5 separate regions of the Mus musculus genome follow, and all the other regions are linked to region 3. Evidence: chromatin contacts called from public Hi-C, HiCAR-type and promoter capture Hi-C data. All regions are on one chromosome and are shown on one strand. Each heading gives the region's core, a stretch centred on a gene start, on an enhancer-like site or on the middle of the called end of the contact. The rest is flanking DNA. Distances are from core to core; before and after follow the strand shown. Region 1 holds the start of Dyrk1a (dual-specificity tyrosine-(Y)-phosphorylation regulated kinase 1a). Region 2 overlaps Dyrk1a (dual-specificity tyrosine-(Y)-phosphorylation regulated kinase 1a). Region 3 holds the start of Psmg1 (proteasome (prosome, macropain) assembly chaperone 1). Region 4 holds the start of Zbtb21 (zinc finger and BTB domain containing 21). Region 5 overlaps Ttc3 (tetratricopeptide repeat domain 3).

Region 1 (2,700 bases), core at 172-2,671, 1.4 Mb before region 3:
AATAAAAAACAAAACAAAAAAACCGAAAGGCAGAATTCCGGTGAAGATTCGACGGTTAAGGCCAAGTGGGCAAATTTAAGAATCGGGAAACCGAGGTGACTTAGGACAGGTAACAATAAAAAAAAAAACAAAAAACAACCCCCCCCCCCAACCCCCTCCGAAAGCCCTGGGGTTGGCGCTGGCTGGGCATTCCGATGGAGAAGCCGGGGAACCGGCGCCCGGGAGCGTGCCCAGCCTGGAAAGTTTCTGCGCGGCCCGCGCGCGGGCACGGTCCGAGTAAGGTGGCGGCCGCGCGCCTGCAGCCGCGGGCGTAATTCCGGAGGTGAGCCGGACGCCAGCGATCGTCCAGGCCTGCGCGGGCCCGGTCGGGATAGGGGCTCGCGACGGCGGCCTCCCAGGGCCGCGAGGTGGGCGGCTTGCCCTCCGCTTCCCTTCCTTCCCGGGCCGCGCGGGCGGGGCTGCGGGCTCGCGGCGCGGGAGCGCGCTGCGCCACGGGGGCGCGCGCTGGCCCGGCCGCAGTCGGCGTGGGAGCGAGCGCGGGGGCGGGGCGAGGCGGCCGCGAGGCGGCAGGCGCTCGCTCGCTCGCTCGCGCACCGGCAGGCCACCGCCTCGCCCCCGTCCCTTCCCTTCCCTTCCCTCCACTCCCCTCCCCCGAGCGAATCACGCGCCCTCCTCTGACACTCATAGCGGGCCCGAGCTCCGAATTTATCCTTCACGTGACCTGAGGGGGGTTGGGTGGTTGGCTGGGGGACGGAGGAGAGAGGGGAAGGAGGGAACGGAATCTGCCGTTACCCGAGCAACAGGCCCCGCCCGCCGGCTTGGGGCCGGGAGGGGCGGGCGGAGGACGTCAGCACGTCAGCCGGGGTTTTGCGTTTTGATTGACAGTTGCTATAGCGACCGGGTCGGTCCGTCGCCATTTTGTTGGTTGGTTTTTTTTTAAACCCTTTCGCTTCCCGCCCGAATAATAATAAAAAGCCCCATTGGAGTGAGGCGGGGGTGGCGGCGGCAACCGCGGCGGGGGGATCCGGGGAGACTGCTGCCGTCGCTGCTGCCGATCGCGGCCCAGGTCGGGCTGAGAAAGCGGACTCCCCGAGCGGGGGTGCGGGCGCCACCGCCGCCGCCGCTTGTGCTGCTGTTCCTGCTGCTGCTGTTGGTGCCGCTGCCGCTGCCGCCGCCGCCGCCGCCGGCGAGCGGGCGGGACCGGTGTGAGTGTGAGGGAGCGTGTGCGAGGGCGAGTGTGCGCGCGGTGAGTGTGCGCGAGTGTCTGTGCGGGATCGGGGGCGGGCGGTCCGGGCTCTCCTGGCGGAGCCGCCGCCGCCGCCGCCGCCGCTCGGGCCCCGGCGCTGCTCGCTGCGCAGCTTCGGAGCGCGCGCCATTTTGTGAGATTTACAAAAATCCTCGTCGGGAAGAAGCGGCCGGCAGCGGCCGCCACTCGGCGCCCGGCCTCGCCGCCGCCGCCGCCCTCCGCACCGGGCCGGGCCGGGCCCCGCCGCCGACACTCGGGGGCCCGGGGACTGCGGTATTTGCCGGGGAGGGGCTGTCGCCTGCCTCCCCGGCCGCGGGCGCCGCCGGCCCCGCCAGCCCGACGGACCCTGAGCCAGCGCGGCTGCGGCGCGGAGCCGGGACGCCGGGGGCGGAGAGAGGCGGCCGGGGCGGCGCTGGCTGCGGAGGCCGCGGCGGGAGCGCGGCGCGGGAGCTCGAGGCTGAGACTCACCGGAGGGAGCGGCGCGAGCGCCCCGCCATCGTCCCGGTGAGTGTCCGCCCCGCCCGGCGCGGCGCGGCCCAGCGCGCGGCTTCTCGGGGCCTGCGAGCCGGGCTCGCCAGGCCTCAAGCGGAGGGAGGGAGGGACCTGCCATCTTAGGAGCGAGCGGGCGGGCGGGCGGGCGGCCCGGGGCCCGGGGAAGAAGGCCTCGTCCCCGAGGAAAGTTGCGGCGGGTGGGACCCGCTGCCTCGGGCCGGGCCGGCGCCAGACCTCCACTGGCTGCCCGGGCGCAGGGGAGGAGGCTGTTCTCCTCCTCCTCCTCCTCTTCCTCCTCATCCTCTGCCCCCAGCTCCTCCCTCGTCCCTCCTCTCGGTCCCCACCGGCGTGCGGAGCGCCGGGGTTCTGGGCAAGGACAATGCACGGGATCAGAAAATGGGGCTGGCGGCCGGGAGGCGAGGACGCAAGGCCCGGCCGGGCCGGGCCGGCGAAGGTCGGCAGCCTGCTGCCTGCGAGGCCCAGTGGGCCCGCGCTCGGGCCTGGGGACCTGGTGTGCTCGGAAGTCGGGCCGCGAGCGCGGGCCACCCAGGGCACCGGAGGGGCCGGGGTGACCTGCATAGCAGCGGGAGGAGACTGGAATTAGAATGGAGACCTGTGTATCGCCTCAAAACTTCAACATCTATTTATAGGCTCAGACCCACTCAGGCTCCAGAGGCCCCAGAGCTGCTGAATATCAGCACTAAGCTAGAGGCCCCTCCCTACCCCGAAATAGTTAAAAATGGCAAAATTCGTGAGTCAGTGACTCCAATGACTTGTCTTGTCTTTGCCCAGCCCTAGATTATGTGACTCCTGTCGTCGAGGTGCAGCATCGTTTGCTTCTTGAGTTCTGCCAAATCCCAAGAAAATATTCCTTGTAACTGTTTGCACACTCATAGATTAGTGCAAGGCCTTTTATATATTACCTCGAATAACCTCCCAGTTGGAAATGCTGCCCATTTTAC
Region 2 (2,700 bases), core at 174-2,673, 1.4 Mb before region 3:
TTCCAGAGGTTAGACAGAGAGCTGCCAGTTGGAGCCTTCCTGGAAGCATGCCACTTCCCATCTTCTCTTGTCTTGGGTCAGGTCAGTCTCAGGGTCGGGACTGTGCAAGGTGTGGATACTGCAGTGGTGGTTGACTTGAGCCAGTGGACATTCTCTGCCATAACAAAAGGTGACAGTTTGTGTTGGCTCGTTCATGTTTTCATTATATAATATTATTTTGTGCATCAGCTTTTAGCTGTAAGTACATTGAAAGCACTATATAATAATATAATTCTCAAAATCAATTAAATGATATATTTAATTTTGATAGTATTCATACACACGTAAGGACTGAGCAGAAGTGATGATGGGTACTTTAATGGGCGTCTCAGTTCCATCTTACCCGTCACATTATGAGATAAAAGCCAGGCTGTGTAGTTTTTCAAATAAACCACCTTTTGGATCATGTTACAATCCATAAAACACCTCAGATATTCCCACAGTAACCTGTGGCTGTATTTTGTACAAGGAAAAAAAGGGCCAGACATTCTAAGACTGACTGTAATTGGAACTCGCTCAAGCTGTGCACATATCCAACTTCTAAACCGTGGGCCACAGCGCTGGCTACTTGACGGGAGACCTGAGAGATTCTCCTCAGAGACACATTCATCTCCAGCTTGTCCTTCAGCCATAGCTGTCTCTTCCAGGGAGTAAACCAGTTCCGCGTCTGCTCCTTTATAGTACAGGTTGGTGGGGGGAAGGGTGGAAGACAGCCCAGTGCCCCACCCTGTAGGCCGAAGGCATGGGATGGCTGCTGACATCTGGCGTGTTGGCTTAGTTCTGTGCTTTGAGCTGGGTACAAATAGAACTGTGTCCCTAGGAGTTGGTGGGAGCTGCTGGACAGGCATGGCAGAAGTACAAGAGTACTTTTTATCCCTAACACAGGGTTTCTCTGTGCAGTCCTGATTGTCCTGGAACTCAGTCTGTAGATCAGGCTGCCTCAAACAGCCCACCTGCCTCTGCCTGCCAAGCGCTGAGATTGAAGGTGTGCACCAGTACTGCTCAGCAGAAGACTGATTTTTTTAAACCTGCTATCTTCTATAAGAAAACTGCCAAAATGTCTATAATTTCAGAATCTGGTTATATCATAACATTGAGGGCAGAGGGAAGGAACAGACAGTTAAGAGCAGTGCCTGATGGTTCTTGCTTCTTGCAGTGCTTCTAAGTCTCCCTGGTCTGTCAGTATTCTTGTGTATAAACACCTGGTTTATAATCTTGTGATCAGTTTTTGGCATCCAGAATTTTCTTCTCAATCTTGTACTGCCTTAGAGGTGCCCTGTGAAGGAAGTTAGTTGCACTTGGCATCTAGACAGTAGAATATAGGGCCAGTGGCCACACACTGTAACAGATGCTGAAGGCAGGCGCTAGTCTTAAGGGGCTGCTGGGGTAGTTCACTCATTTCCTGTTGTGTTTTGCTCTCACCTGAGTGGGGAAGGTGCTCTGGATAGGGAAGTACGGGGACTGGGCTGCGTCCACTCTGCCCTTCCCGAGGCTTTAGAGGGTACCTTTCACTTTCTGTTATGGGATTAAGATAGATGGGCATAGCACCTGCATAGAGATGGGAAATTCAACAGGAAAGGGTCTGACCACAGAGGCCAGACTAGTCAACCAGCATCTCTCTATTCTTGGGAGGGTGGGGCTTTTTTTTTTTTTTAAGATTTATTTCATGTGTATCAGTGTTTCACGTGTGTGCGTGAATGTGTGTGTGTGTGTGTGTGTGTGCGTGTGTGTGCGTGTGTGCGCGCGCGCGCGTGTGTGATGCCTGTAGAAGTCAGGAGAAGGCATTAGATTCCCTGGAACTGGAACTATGGATGGTTGTGAGCTGCCATGTGGGTTCTGGGACTTGAAACAGTCTCCTCTGCATGAGAAACAAGTGCTCTCAACAGCTGAGCCACCTCTCTAGCCTCACCTTAGTCATGCATTTTACACAAAGTAAAATAGTTTGGCAAGTAGTGGCTAAAAATGCTAAGGATAATGTAATGAAAGATGTGTGAAGTTAATTAGAAATATACAACTCAACCAAACCTGATTCCGTGTTTGCCTCAGGAAGAGTTGTTGCAACCTTGCTTGTACTTAGACACATATTCAGTCTCTCTGCAGTGGAGGTCCTCTTCCTGGGAGCCAGCTCAGAAAACCTTCCTGAGCATTACCCAGGCTCTTGGACTCTGGGTTCTTGTCATAAATTCCCAGTTTGGCCTTGTGTCAAGATTGCCTAGGGATCTTGTTCAGCAAGTAGGCTCAGGCTATGCCCTCAGGAGACTGATGGTTCTGTCTCAGAATCTGAATTTTTAACAAGCCCCCTCAGGGTGATTCCAATGGAGCTGTCAGTAGTGTGGGAAACACTTCCTTAGAAAGTTGGTGTGTCATTTGCCTTATAGGAAAGTGCTTCTTTACCTCATAGGCTGAGAGAGGATGAAAATGGGTTGTATTTGAAGTTGTTTCATAAACTGAAAAATAGCATAAAAGCTTTAGATAGCATTGTAAAATTGAGTATCTGCCTGGTTAGCCCAGAAAGGTAAGTTTATTTCCTGTCAGAAATAAACTGGGAGGTACAGGTGGGAATCTAGGCTTCTAGAGTTTTGCATACTTGAGCAGGACTCAAAAAATGTTACCCTTTCAGTTTAACTGTTCTTGAAAACTAATCATGAGTAGACAGTTTTG
Region 3 (2,700 bases), core at 51-2,550:
GGTGATGGGCAGAATGACAGTCAGATTAAGAGATTAAGTGATAGGTGCTATATAGAGCTGGATGTATAAATAGATGGAAGACAGATGAGATCGATGGTAGACATGTTACTTATAGATATTTATATGGGTAGTAGAAAGGTGCTATATTTACATATACATGGATGGATAAATAGGTAGGTGATAGAAGACAGAGATGAGTGGATAGTTGGATGGATAGATGGTGTTAGATAAAATAATCAGTGTCCTTGGTGCCCTTGCAAATGGATAAAACACTTTCTTTTTATGAGTAAAACTACTAACAAACTTCATACTAGCCTGACACACACAATGCCAGCACCCACAAGCCAGACACAATGTAAAAAGACACTAAAAGCATCTCCAACACTCCAGCCCGCAAAATGCTGAATGTGACCAAGACTTCAAACAAACGTTCAAGCATTTAGCTGTGGCAAAAGTAAGCTAAGACTGACCATCAGACAAATCAGGGCTCTCGGGAAGAGTGTGAGAAGTGAGAGGGAGCTGTCAAATGAAACGAACTGCCAAAAGTGTCTGTCGTTGACACAATCACCGGGAAGTGTATTTTAAAAATCTAGGTGAATTTGACTGTGGACTGGTATGATACTGAAAACGTGTTATTAGCAAACGTGGGGTAGGGAAGGTGCTAAGTTGCCAACACAAACATGACGACCCAAGTTCTGATCCGAGAACCCGCCTAAAAGCTCAGAATGGAGGTACTGAAAAAATAGGAGAATCAACAAAGTTTAATTATGTGCATATTTTATGTGTGGGTTTGCTCTAGAGTACAAATAATTGAGACAGCATGCTTAGGAAGACGTGTGGGGAGTCCTAATCGGAAACTCGTAGGGGTGGTGGGAGAGGAAATGAATGTGGTAAAACCTTGACCAAGGAAGGGGCTGGCGTGACCTGACTTCTGTGTCTGAAAGTAGTTTTGAAAGAAATACGGCCGACATGCGGCGTGACCTAAAGTGCACGGTGGAGGGCGAGCATCGCTGGGCTGCCGACGTCCCAGCGTGAACGCAGGGCACCCTGCAGGCCGACACCGCCTGACGCTCGCAGCCTTCCGGGAGCCTGACCTCTTCCGCGCCAGCTGCCGCCGGACCTCCCGGTCCTCCGGCGTGTCCCGCCTGCTCTGCTCCTCCTCCTCTTCTTCCTCCTCAGTCCCAGCTCTGCACGGCGCCTTCACCACCTCGCCAAAGAACGTGGCAGCCATGGTCCCTCAGCTCCGCGCGGCCAGACAGCGCATGCGCGCCGGCCCGCAGTCACGCCCCCTCCAAGCCACGCCCCCACCCCGCCTCCGAGCGAGGATACGCCTTCCGTGGGGGGAGGGGGGAGAACCTAAGAGCTTCCGGTCCGCCGCGAGAAATGTCCCGCGGCGCGCTTCCGTCATCCTGTTAACCGGGGCACGCAGCGCCCGCTCCACACCCGGCGACCCTCCTGCAAGGACCCACCCGTGGAGGAAACCCAGAGCTGCGGGTGAAGCACAGACAGCTCCAGGGTTGATGACTGCAAGCGGATTCAGAGAACATGAGTGAGGCTGCAAGGCTAGGCTTTTTAAAACCTGGCCATATGTAACTCATAGACCGTGTTTTCTACTTTAATGACAGGAAGAATGTGTGTTTCTGGTTTGTGTGCTGGAAGACAAAGAGCTCCACCGAATGCTGCTCCCACGAGAAAAAGGGTAACTGGCACCTCAGTGGGAAATAAAAACACATTCTAGATTTGCTTGTGAGGAAATGGAGACTGCATTGCCCAGGGTAAAATGTTTGGGGATCAGAGGGTCCTTTAAAAATCAAAACTCTTGGAAAGTTGTTTAAAAATCTCTCACAATGTAGAAAAACGATGCTTCAAGTCTACTGGGAGGAAAAAGCATATCAATCTTAACATACATACTCACTGGTTAATAAAAAGCAGATGAATGCCGGGCAGTGGTGACACACACCTTTAATCCCAGCACCCGGGAGGCAGAGGCAGATGGATTTCTGAGTTCAAGGCCATCATGGTCTACAGAGGGAGCTCCAGGACATCCTTTGGCTACACAGAGAAACCCTGTCTAGAAAAACCAAAGAAATAAATAAAAAGCAGATGTATACCAACTAGAACACTTTGTGTGTAACTATAGCACACACACAAGATTCTCAGTGTGGTGTCTTTAAGACTCAGATTCCAGGGTTAGTAGAAGCGAGCTGAAGAGCAGATGTCCCTGGCTGTCTCTTTGCTGGTTTCTTAAGCGGATACTTTGCTGATAAAGATACTCGATTTGATTTCTCACTCACACATGAAAAAAGCACCAACAGAAATCTGAAGCGTGTTGGTAAATCATAGGGAAGTGGTGGCTTGTCGGCACACATTTGCAGGAGGGATTTTACTACAGTGTTACTCCATTCAGTCACAATAAAGAGACCAAACACTTTAAAGGGTAAATAAAAATATGTTCCAATTAAAGGCCAGAAAGGGATTCCATTATAAAAGGCTGGACAGGATCAGACAGCAAGATGTAACTTCAGATCTTCAATTCACACTGCCAAAATTCACAGGTCTTCATTAGACTGATATATTTTCATTTCATGGCATTTCTTGAGGATATAATTGCTCAATAAGTAATTCTATGACATTTGGGATTGGACATTTAAATTTTTCATTAAAGCTCAAAATAAATAAATAAATAAACCAAACCCATGC
Region 4 (2,700 bases), core at 92-2,591, 2.0 Mb after region 3:
ACTCCCTATACTTTCAATAAATACTAAATGAAAACACTATGCTGTTAAGTGCATCGGCTGAATTAAAGAGTCATTTTTACGTAAGCCAAATTTCTACTTTAACGTCAATATTTAGGGGTAAGGTTAAGGGTAATGATTAATCACTAGAAGTGGAGGAAGGTTTTCAGTGGAAACACTAACATGGATTAACCTACTTTCAGCCTCTGAAACAAGGTGGGAGGACCATGAAACAAACCCAGGAACTTATGACTCAGGGTCATGCTGATGAACAATCACCAGACTATGCTGTAACACAGATAGATGTCCAAAGATGTAGAAGCGATTGGAGTTCATGCAACACACAAAAAAATGCCAAGCTTCAAAGGGCGGCTCAGTGTCCCCCAACACCACCCCTGTGTCGGGCAACCTTAGGGAGTACCTGTTTAAGGCTCTCTGTACACGTTCTGTAGTGTGCGGTTCTCCAGAACCCAGAGCCTCGGGGGCACATATGTGCATGGTTCTTTGATTACAAGGTGCAGTCTCTGCAGAGGAAGCACTCAAAGGTGCTCCAAATAACCAAGCCAGGGAGATGGGGGAGACCCCGGCCAAGATGTGAGCTGCAGGGAGGTCTTCCGTGCTATGTCCCCGAAAGAGGGTCTTTCTCCTAAGAAAAGCCTTGGGCCCGAGGGTGGGGGTGAGGGGTCCGATAGGGTGTGCATGGGCAAACGAGGTGGCCCCAGAGGTGCTGGCTGCCAGGCTGTCACGTTCCAGCCGCTGCAGGTGTGGGTGCCGCCGCCGCCGCCACCGCCCGCCAGTTTCCCAGCCCCGCGCGAGCGCGCGCCGCCCGCCCGCCCCAGAGAGCGCGCCCTAACCCGCAGCGGCGTCTCAACGGCTATGCTGTGGCCAGCACCCCAGACGCACACCGCGGCTACTCAGGCCGCCCGGGCCAGGGTGAGCAGCTCAGCGGCCTGGAGGCTGAGCATGCGTAGGAGCGAGGGCGAGGCCAAATGCGGGCAGAGAGCATGCGCAGTGCTTGGACACGCTCGACTACGTGGGAGTCTGGGCATGCTCGGTGAGGACCGCGGCCCCGCGCACGCGTAAAAGGGCCCGACGCCCGCAACCCACTGGTGGAGGAAAAAAAGAAGAGAAATCACCTCAGAGTTACGTCAGGAAAGGCCGCGTTTTGCGGAGAGGCCGTAGTCCCCGACCGGGCCCGACGTCCTCCTAGGGCGCGGAGCGTGACGGTTACTCACCGCTCTTCAGCCCTGGGGCAGGCGCCAAGCCCCTTTCCGCTCACACTCGGCTCGCGCAACCCGCAGCCTCCACTGCCGCTGTGATTCCATCCATCTTGAATTTGACGTCATCCCACACCAGGGATGAGGTCATCGCAAGCAGCGCTCGTCACGTGCGTGGCGCTGGGATTGGGTGCCGGGCGGCTGGGGGCGGGCCGAGGGCGGGCCTGCGGGAGCGCGGCCGCGTTGGGTCCGGCGCGTTGGTGCCTCTCCGGTGAGGCGCGGGCACGAGCAGCAGAGCGTAGGGACGCCCCCAGGGTACGCATGTGGTCGCGGAAAGCCCCTGAATGCGGAATGTGGAGCTATCGGGAAAATAGCTCATCTCCATTTCTTCCTCCTGGAGAAAGCGGCAGTGAACAAGTTGGGTTCCCAGGTTCCCCTTATTCGCTCTGTGGCTTTTTCAAACACATATCCAAACCTTACCCTTTTAAAATGGTGTTGAAGCTGGGAAGGGTGGTGCATGCAAGGAATCCCATCATCCAGGACACTGAGGCAGATTTCCCGTTAACTATTCTGAACTACAGAGTGAGGCCCTGGCTCATTTCAAAACAAAAGACAAAGAACGATTAACCTTTTTCCCTGCAACACCAGTTCTCTTTTAGCCTCTTTGCATGAAAATTACAATGCCATTTGTCAGATGACTGTACGCCAAAACCAGGCAGCTGGGTAACAAATGCCAAACTACAAATTCCAGCTGTGAAGAAAGGGTCTCTAGGCCACGGAAGTTTTCTAGAGCCTGGAACATAGCAGCAGACAGTCTCAACAAGTGAAATTTCTGTAACAGACTTTAAAAATGCCTAGATCCGCCGGGCAATGGTGGCGCACGCCTTTAATCCCAGCACTTGGGAGGAAGAGTCAGGCAGATTTCTGAGTTCGAGGGCCAGCCTGGTCTACAGAGTGAGTTCCAGGACTACAGAGAAACCCTGTCTCCAAAAACAAAAACAAAAACAAAACAAAAGCCTAGATCTTAAATTAGGTGTTCTATGTTTCAAGAAGTGTGTGGTTTTCAAGTATGCTTCTGAAGGTGGGTTTTAACTACGTGAATCAAGGTGAAACAGCATTATGAAGTGTGTGAGGGATATGTGGAGAAAGGAATCTTGCAATAGGTAGATCCATTGGGGGGGGGGACAGACTCCAAATGAATAACTCTGAGTATTTAGTTTTTTTTTTCATTTCAAGACTATGCCCTTTAGAATTTCACACTGAAAGTTCTCTTCTGCAATCATTCAAGGGTTTTTTTTTTTTTTGGTTTGTTTATTTGTTTGTTTGTTTTTAATGTATTTGTATTTGAACTGTATGGCAGTTAAGCAAGAAGTGGTCTTGTAAAGAGGGATTTGAGAGGACCACACACCATTGGGCCTCTTTTTTACATGCAGAAAATCAGTATGGAGCTGCAGAGCCTATGGCCCAGAGAGAAGCCAGATTCGTT
Region 5 (2,700 bases), core at 16-2,515, 1.6 Mb before region 3:
ACAGGATTTACTTTGAAGTCACAGTTAATTTGTTTTAAAAATAATTTTCTAAATACTATTAGCCACTTACTTCTGTCTGTATGTCCTCTGTTTCTGTCTCTCAGCCAGTCTCTTGGGGACAAGCAGCAGTATAGTCTAGTAGCTAGGTCTCTACTGCTCCTCCTCAGTGATGCAGGTTTTCCTTCCCTGATCGCTTGTCTGTGGGGTAATGGTTACTTGGTGTTCTGCCAACCACCACCCAACTGCTGTTGTTGGGGGCCCAAGATATTTCTGTCATTTTGTTGCCCTTGGCAGCTATGATTAGCCCTTAGCTAAGTGCTGTGCTCAGCACATATCTTATGTTTAATGTTTTGGGGTTTTTCCAAGTATCATAAGGCCTCTAGCCTGACTTTGATCAGATGTCTCAGATACATGTGTCTGAGCGTTCTCAGACTTGTAGTATACAAAGCTGAATATATGTATGTTTGACTTCCACATTTGGAAGGAAATGGGGGCGGGTAGTTGATGTTGGGTGGTGATAGGTAGAAAAGGGAATTTTTTTAAATCCTATATAAATACTCATTTTGTAGATAATACAGAAAATGCCCAGAAAGTTTCATTCCAGTTATACACACCTCTAATGTGTATAACTGTGTGCTGGAGAAGCACCTAGGTATTATTCAACAACCTCTACATCAGGCACCATGCCAAGTGTCAGACAGAGGATTGTCGTTCTAGAATTTGCCATTTCTCTTGGGTCCTCATTGTTGTTATCATTATGCTTGCTTGTTTGTACAGTTAGGAGTCATGACTAGCTGTGTTTGTAGGTCTTGAGTGAATCCTATCATATTCTAGTTAAATTCTGTGTGATTGCTGATTCCTTGGCTGTATTGACTTTAAAAACCTCACTAGTTTTATTTTCACGGGCAGGTGGCAGATGAGGCTTTGAAGGGGGACGATTGTGACTGTCATCCTGAATTTCTGCCACCTCCAAGTGAGTAGTCTTTTACTCGTTGTTGCCATCCAAACCTCTGCTTGAAAGTTTGTGCAAGCTTCAGTTGGTTTTATTGTAGTTCTTCTACATGGTGATGCTTATAGTAATATTTAATATAAAAAGTAGCAACATACTTTAGTCACTGTTTCACCACTCCAGTGAAATGCCTGACTTGGGTTGGTGATAAGGTAAAAGACCTGTCTGTCTGCTCGAGATTCTGAAGGGCCATAAAGCAAGTGGCCAGTGTTGGCTTAGGTGTGCTGAGAGCTGTAGGTGGTGATGACATCAGAAGTGTGTATAAAAGCTCATATCGCAGACCAGGAAGCACTGAGAGAGAATACACAGCTGGAGCCCAGAGCTCTTCTAGGGGATTACTCATGGTGACAGAGACTTTTCTTTGGGTCCCCATTCTGCCACCCTGGGGACTTTGTGACAGTTTCAGGAAAGCATGGAGGGGGCCATGAGCAAGTCAAGAGCACTTCTTGTTCTTGGGGAGCACTCAGATTTGGTTCCCAGCTCTCTACAGTGAATTCAGTTCCAGGGGACCACATCTTTCTCTGACTATGGTCAGGCACTAGGTACTCAGATAGTGCACAGACATGTGCAGCATGAATGTATGCATAGACATATATTCATATACATAAAATAAATGAATCTTTTTTTTTTTAATTAAAAAAAAAAAGAACAGACAACATTGAGGGCTAGGAAGACGCTCAGTGGAATACACAGTTCCCTAGAGGAGCAGAACCTATGGAAAGAACAAATGCCACAGGGTTTATTACAGCGAGTCACATGACACAGTCTGGATACCCAACATCTGTCCGCACACTGGGGAGGCTAAGAGCCCAGTAGTGCTCAGTCCACAGGGCTGAGGGCCTCAGTACTCTGTCTACACCTGAAGGCCTGTAGGATTGCTGAAGAAGCTGTGTTCTCATGTTAGTGAACAGCACTAGTATTAGCATTGGTGGCGACAGTGAGATACTACAAGTTGCCAGTTTGGCAGGAAGCAAGCAGAAAAAACAAACAAGCAAACAAAAATAACAGCTTTTTCCTGGGTTCTTTTCATCTATTTATTTATTTATTTATTTATTTATTTATTTATTTATTTTTGGCTGCCATGGGAAGGGGATGCCCATGTTTACAACGGGTCTTCTCACTTTACATAATCTGATCAACAAAGTCTTTTATGAGTATCCCTAATGGCTTGTCTCCAAGTTGAGCCCAGATCCAGTCAGGTTGACAGCCAAAGTCAACCGTAAAATTGTTAAGGTGGTTCTTGCATAAGCCTTAAGGACCTGAGTCTGCTCCCCAGCACCTGTCGGAAAGCCAGACATAGTGGCACATGCCTATAGCACTGCCACTTGGGGATGGGGGGCAGAGACAGCACTTCACTGGTTAGCCAGTTCAGCTGGGTCTACAAGGTCCAGGTTTGGTGAGAGACCGTTCTGTCTCAAATGGTGGTGGAACATGATTGAAGAAGACAACCAGAGTTGACTGCTGGACTCCACACACACATATGAACCCACTAACAAAAAGAACACATTAGATATTTATTTCAAATGAGTTCTGGCTTTTCATACTTTTAATAAGTTTAATTTTGTAAATCCAGTAAATTTAATGCAAAGATAAGATGCATTGCTTGTCGTTTGAGCATTGTCTCTTACTACTGAGAATTTTATTAGTGTCTCGTCTAATTACAAGAGTCCCTGTAGTATTTCTTCCTTAAT

The links. Promoter capture Hi-C pulls out the DNA fragments that hold promoters and counts their contacts. A called contact is a pair of places that touch in the nucleus more often than the background predicts. HiCAR-type assays count read pairs that join an accessible place to other places.
Region 1: a promoter capture Hi-C map of hippocampal neurons shows a contact between it and region 3, with 2.9 times the contacts expected there. The contact joins the promoter of Dyrk1a here to the promoter of Psmg1 in region 3. A contact is called at or near these places in 4 of 39 promoter capture datasets (the 3T3-L1 cell line, erythroid cells, hippocampal neurons and 1 more) and 2 of 115 datasets of contacts at active chromatin or transcription factors (embryonic forebrain and embryonic stem cells).
Region 2: a contact with region 3 is called in a Hi-C map of B cells, with 6 read pairs. The contact joins the enhancer-like site here to the promoter of Psmg1 in region 3. A contact is called at or near these places in 1 of 39 promoter capture datasets (the 3T3-L1 cell line), 1 of 484 Hi-C or Micro-C datasets (B cells) and 2 of 115 datasets of contacts at active chromatin or transcription factors (embryonic forebrain and embryonic stem cells).
Region 4: a promoter capture Hi-C map of embryonic stem cells shows a contact between it and region 3, with 4 times the contacts expected there. The contact joins the promoter of Zbtb21 here to the promoter of Psmg1 in region 3. A contact is called at or near these places in 3 of 39 promoter capture datasets (the 3T3-L1 cell line, embryonic stem cells and erythroid cells).
Region 5: a contact with region 3 is called in a HiCAR-type map of astrocytes, with 3 times the contacts expected there. The contact joins the enhancer-like site here to the promoter of Psmg1 in region 3. A contact is called at or near these places in 4 of 39 promoter capture datasets (the 3T3-L1 cell line, the C10 cell line, cranial neural crest and 1 more) and 1 of 115 datasets of contacts at active chromatin or transcription factors (astrocytes).

Annotation. Positions count from the first base shown.
Region 1 is chr16:94,568,785-94,571,484 of GRCm38.p6, forward strand. It overlaps Dyrk1a (dual-specificity tyrosine-(Y)-phosphorylation regulated kinase 1a), which reads left to right and starts at 1,422. Exons shown (of 12, transcript NM_007890.2): 1 at 1,422-1,750.
Region 2 is chr16:94,587,623-94,590,322 of GRCm38.p6, forward strand. All of the region lies in intron 1 of Dyrk1a (dual-specificity tyrosine-(Y)-phosphorylation regulated kinase 1a), which reads left to right. Among named protein-coding and RNA genes, the nearest start is that of Dyrk1a, 19 kb to the left of the region's middle. Within about 2 kb of position 1,424, at least 98 of the 459 cell types and tissues checked have an H3K27ac peak or open chromatin away from gene starts, as enhancers often do. A contact at or near this core is called in B cells, where this site is marked.
Region 3 is chr16:95,989,660-95,992,359 of GRCm38.p6, forward strand. Psmg1 (proteasome (prosome, macropain) assembly chaperone 1) reads right to left here and starts at 1,301. Exons shown (of 7, transcript NM_019537.3): 1 at 1,095-1,301. The coding sequence starts at 1,231. It overlaps Brwd1 (bromodomain and WD repeat domain containing 1), which reads right to left. Exons shown (of 42, transcript NM_145125.3): 42 at 2,433-2,700.
Region 4 is chr16:97,961,281-97,963,980 of GRCm38.p6, forward strand. Zbtb21 (zinc finger and BTB domain containing 21) reads right to left here and starts at 1,342. Exons shown (of 3, transcript NM_175428.4): 1 at 1,134-1,342.
Region 5 is chr16:94,411,151-94,413,850 of GRCm38.p6, forward strand. It overlaps Ttc3 (tetratricopeptide repeat domain 3), which reads left to right. Exons shown (of 46, transcript NM_009441.2): 15 at 910-973. Among named protein-coding and RNA genes, the nearest start is that of Gm23692, 17 kb to the right of the region's middle. Within about 2 kb of position 1,266, at least 12 of the 459 cell types and tissues checked have an H3K27ac peak or open chromatin away from gene starts, as enhancers often do.